2 separate regions of the Gossypium hirsutum genome follow, and region 2 is linked to region 1. The links are chromatin contacts, called in public Hi-C maps. All regions are on one chromosome and are shown on one strand. Each heading gives the region's core, a stretch centred on a gene start, on an enhancer-like site or on the middle of the called end of the contact. The rest is flanking DNA. Distances are from core to core; before and after follow the strand shown. Region 1 holds the start of LOC107936645. Region 2 has its middle 60 kb from the start of LOC107936732.

The links. Hi-C and Micro-C count contacts between places; a contact is called where the count stands out from the background.
Region 2: a contact with region 1 is called in a Hi-C map of leaf, with 2.2 times the contacts expected there. The contact joins the enhancer-like site here to the promoter of LOC107936645 in region 1. A contact is called at or near these places in 6 of 34 Hi-C or Micro-C datasets (callus, hypocotyl and leaf).

What each region holds. Positions count from the first base shown.
Region 1 is chrD02:47,989,652-47,992,351 of Gossypium_hirsutum_v2.1, reverse strand. LOC107936645 reads right to left here and starts at 1,270. Exons shown (of 1, transcript XM_016869399.2): 1 at 1-1,270. The coding sequence starts at 723.
Region 2 is chrD02:48,189,464-48,192,213 of Gossypium_hirsutum_v2.1, reverse strand. It overlaps the pseudogene LOC107936722. Among protein-coding and RNA genes, the nearest start is that of LOC107936732, 60 kb to the left of the region's middle. Within about 2 kb of position 1,368, at least 8 of the 9 cell types and tissues checked have an H3K27ac peak or open chromatin away from gene starts, as enhancers often do. A contact at or near this core is called in hypocotyl and leaf, where this site is marked.

The DNA.
Region 1 (2,700 bases), core at 21-2,520:
TGCTTCACTAAACCCACTTTTCCTCTCAGGATCAAAGAGCAAACCGCCATTGACGCCGGAACTCCGTGCAGCCGAAATCGAGCTCCTAGCACCTGAAAAGTTCATAACGTCACTTCCATCTTCTGATCCAAAAAACCCACCCCCTCTGAAACTGCAAAGAGACCTTGACCTTGAAACCCCCATGTAATCAACCACCCACAAATCACTTTTCTCATCACCCCCACAAACACTCTTCCCACAGTTAGTCTCTTTGTCCCTCTTCTTCTTGAAAAACCTCCCAATTCTCCAAAACCCGTTCTTTTTCTTGATCTCCACACAGCTGCTATTGCTTCTCTTGAGCAAGATAACATCCTCTGATTTAGTATTATTTCCACTACTAGTGCTTTTAGCCTTGGGGTTTGAAACTTGATGATCTCTGCTGTTTTCATTCTCTATCAAGAAGGAGACCCGACCAACGCTGCCCACTTCACCACCGGCGCATGAATTTCGAGGGTTGGTGGCGATTTCAGAGCAAGAGCAAGACGAAAGGCGTTGCTCACCACAGTCGGAGCAAACCAAGTTGATCAAACGATCCTTAAGACAATACGCACATACACCAGCAGAAGACGATTGTGGATGTTTCCTACATGGAACAACATCCGATGAAGTGCTATAGTCTTGGAAAAAATCAATGTTGTTGTTGTTGTTGTTGTACACTTCCACAGCTTTGCCTCTCACTTTCATGGCTTCTCTTCATCATGTAACTAAAATGGAGCTCCAAACTTGAGAAAGATTGGCTTATCAGGGATTACTTCAGGGACAAGACACAAAACACACAAATCGAAAAAGGGTATAAAGATCAAAATGCTTGCTTTAATAGGCATATATTGAAGCTGATCAAGGAAGCAAAGGATCAAATCAAATATGAAAAAAAAGGGTAGGTAAAGGCTCTCTAGATATTCAAGTATTGCAAGAGGTAGTAGCTTAACACTTGTAGGTAGATTGAATGATAATAAAAAGCATAGAGAAGGCGTTAGCTTTACGTTTTTTCTTTAGACAAAGAGAAAAACAGTGTTGCAGAAAAAAGCACTATTTCCTACATGTATAATTATGTAGGGACATTATAAGTGAATGCAACAGCAATTTTCAGTAAAGTTGCAAATACTCCAATATAACAACCTTTACCTTTTTTTTTTTCTTTAGGAAGACTATTTCGATCTAGGGTTTAGGGTTAGCGCATAAGACTAAAAATGATACCTGTAAATCATCCATCAAATAAAACTATGGATGAGACTCGTTAAATTTCAATGTTTATTGAAATATTAATGTGTACTCACTGAGACAATTTTAAAAATACAGAATCAGGCTCTCTCACTTTTAGCAAGTGTTTTGAATCAATATGGTCCAAATCCATCAATCTGTCATGTGTTTTCTTAACTTTTTCCCGGATTTTCTCCACTTTATCTTTCTTGAGTATTGACTTTTTCTTGCCCATGCTAAGTGACACAAACCACGTTCTTAATTAGATTTGTTTTCTTCATTTCTTTTTTGTTCTATTATTGGATTGATGAAAGTTACCTATCAGGCAAAAAAAAAAAAAGCATAAAAAGAGCTTAGTTAAGAATGCATAAATTAATTTGGTCCACTTTTTCTTTTACAAATGTTTCCCATGGTTCTTTTTCATATTAGATCTTCAGCACGTGTTGTACCGACAGATCCCATTGTCATGGTCCCCTGCAGGATTCAACACTTAACTTCCTTGGCTTTTTATTCCTGCCCTCATATGCTTGCTTACTTTGGTAGTCTTGTTCATATCAAATACGAATCAATTTGGCAACCAAAACCTCAACGATTGTTAAAAAAAATTACTAGATCCTATTAATATAAAAATAGCTATTGTGTTTTCTCCCCCCACAAAACCAGAAGTCAAATGGTATGTAACATTGGAGATGAATTATGCCAAAGCTTTTAAAGAAAAAAAAAGGTTGTTAATGGCAGAAGCATGACCATGGTGAGATATAATGGGGGAGGCAGCATGCTAGATCTACATACATCATTGAGACAAATAAAGTAATAATTCTTTCAAGTAATATTGTTTTTGGTCCAACTTATTTGATTGTATTTGGAGATGGTGATAATCATGATGTTCCATTGTTCTTTCTTCACTAATAATTTTGTAATCTTTGTAATTGATGAAACCCTAAAAGGGTTTTTGGGATTGTCAAGTTCAAAAGTTTTTCACTTTGAAAATGCTCCCCAGTTTATTTTTTTTACTAGAGATCTGTAGAAACATATCTTTTAAAATTATTGCATTAGGAAAAAGTTAAAATGATTTTAATTATAAATAAATATTTGATGGACACCCGTTAATACAATATATATATATTTACTATCTAACCAATCTCAAATGCTGTTTGAAGTAGAAGAAATTCATGGGGGGTGAAATTGAAAAATAAGGAAAGAATGATGGTTGATGCCATGTGGTGTATGTATTACCTTTTACTTTAATGCCTGCCTGCCTACCTTTAGCTTGGTGGAAGCCAGCAAGCGTTTAAGGGGCTCCGTGCTCATATGAAAATGATAGTTTTAGCTTTTTTTAGTCATTCAAATAACTCAATAACCAGCATATATTTGAAACATAAAATCATAAATTTGAAGATTTATTTGTAACATATTTTCAACACGAAAGCATCGAGAATTTAACATAATTCATATAAATGC
Region 2 (2,750 bases), core at 119-2,618, 200 kb before region 1:
AGAATATAAATATGTATATGCATAACAAGGATTATCAAACACCTGTAATAGAACACGAGCTGGCTTGAAGGGGATTTCAACTTGCTTTGGTGATGTATTTTCCCAATCAATAATTTTCTCAACATCTTCCTTCTTCACTTGGAAGTTGTCACAATTACGAACAGCAGACTCAAGCAGGATTCTGATCGAGTATGGTAGTTTATCTATTACATATACAGCAGAAGCAAGGGACAGACACAATCAGTCACATAACTAATGGAAATTACTGGGCTGGACCCAAGGCATGAAGTAGTATATCCAACCAAGTCATCGAGTGAATGTATATACTATGTATAGTTGTACGAGAAAATTACCAATCCTTGGATCATTGAGAGCAGGCAAGCTATAGAACTTTCCAAACTCGACACCACCTGGCTTGGGAAGACTCGTCAACACTTCCTTAAAAGGATGTTCAGCAGCTGAAAACCATAAAAACATGTTAACCAAATCAAAACTCCAAGGTGATGAATTGAATTGTCAATTTTAGAATACTTTCCAAACATTATACTAATTTCAAAAAATATATATCTCCTTGATCCTGCAATCAATAATGATATGTTAATTATGAACCGGAAAAAAACAATTAAAAATTTTAAATTTGAGGCCTCTCGCTCATTGAAAACTAACAAAGACTTCGACTTAGAGTGAGAAAGTCAGAGACGTTAATCTAAACTAAAACTAAAATCAGCAAATAAAATGTTGAATTAAGATTAAAACAGAATCAAAAGCAAGCGAAAGAAAGAAGCTCCAAAAGTATTGGAGAGTGGTACCCATAGTAGCAAAATGCTTCTGAAAGCGTTCAATGACAGGATTAAAGGCTCTGATCTGAGCAGGGAGGCTAATAGGAGATCTCCAATCGAGACGGTGGCACCATCGCGAAGCAGAGGAATGGAAAGAACGAACAACGACGGAGGCAGTAGATCGCTGGTTGTTAAGAGCAGAAGAAGAGGCGGGATTGAGATTTCTTAAAGAAGAAGGAAAAAAGCGAGAACGAGTGTAAGAGGAAGCTGCTCTTAAGAAAGAGGAAGCAGCTGAAGAAGAGGTGGAAATATACATGACGTCAAATGATGATGTAAAAGATCAAAGGATTTAACGAACACACATTCACAGGATAATGGCAGTAATCATTAAGCAGAAGATAAGGGAAGTTCAATGACAGGAGCAACCAAACAGAAATTCATGGCCCTTTCTGCTGTTTTATTATTATTATTATTATTTTATTTTACCTAAGTTTATTAAAAATGGATGAGAAGAGAAAGAGAAAGGCGTATGGGAAGTGAGGACAGTGGAATGAGGAAGGAACACAGGCTACGTGCCCGCTCTCTAGAACGGCTCTGGCCTCTTCAGAGCTGGTCACTCCGGAATTCCTGGGATCTATAAACGTGCTATCTGTTTAGGGTTTTAATTTTTACTCACCAATTAAGTTCTGCCACCTGCATCTTTTAATTATATTCTTTATTAACAATAATTAGAGCCGATGAGTTGAGTCAGGTTCGGATCAGATCAAATCAAAAATCTAGGTCCGTTGTGTAGGTCTGGACTTGTTCTTGTTCTTGTTCAAAAAATGGGTCTAAAATTTTGTCTAAGTCTAACATAGATAAAAATGCTAAAACTCGAGTTTGGCTGAACGCACTCGTATTAAAAATTTTTCTATAAAAATAAATTTAAAAAATATAATACAAAATAAATGTTTCCTACAAAATAGAAAAAAAATAGGTGTAACTTAGCAAACAAATAGCTCTAAAATAGTAACAAAATTAATAATAAAACAACAGTTATACAATATTCAAACAATAACAATAAAATAATAGAAATATAATATAGCGAAATAATAACAAAACAATGAAAAGACAGTAGCAAAATAATAATAAAAACAAAGTAGTTCGTTTTTTTTGCAAATTCGGGTTAGGTCGAGGCCCAGGCAAAAAAAAGTTTACCCAAGCCCCAATCCATTTAGAAAATGGGTCTTACTTTTTTATCCAAACCTATTTTTTGGCTTATATTTTTTTCCAAAATCAGATATAGTCATAATGCATAATTTGGTATTGAGTTTAACTTCTTCTTTTTTAATTTGGTGTTTGTGTTATTTTTTTTCAATGTGATACTTGTATTTCACAAAAAGTTATATATTTTGGTGTCTGAAAATAATCATGTTAATCTTTTAATGTTTAATTCAAGTTTTAGAATTGATTTGATGAAAATTTATATTTAGCTAACAATATTAGCAATTAGTTCAATTAATATTAAATTTATTCTATTAATAAAATTATGAAAAATCCAAACATATTAATATTAGTAATTAATATTCATCAAATCAATTCTAAAATTCGAATTAAACATTAAAAAGTTAACACCGTTACCTTTGAGTACCAAAATATATATCTTTTGCCAAATACAAATACTAAATTGATATAGAAAATAATATAAATATCACATTAAAAAAATATCAAACTCAGATATCAAATAATATATTAAGCATTGTTAGTAATCTGATTAGTCCTTAAAACAATTTAATTTCTATTAACTGATTATGGAGTTCAACTCTAACTATTTCAATGTTTAATTTGAATAATTCATAAGTTTAATTAATTTTTTATTTATTATAAAAATGCTAAAACTCGAAGAGGTAGTTGTTAGGTATCTATATTATTATAATTTTTATATAATGTTTATAATTATTCATAATCTCTCTCCAACTTTTAAATACGATG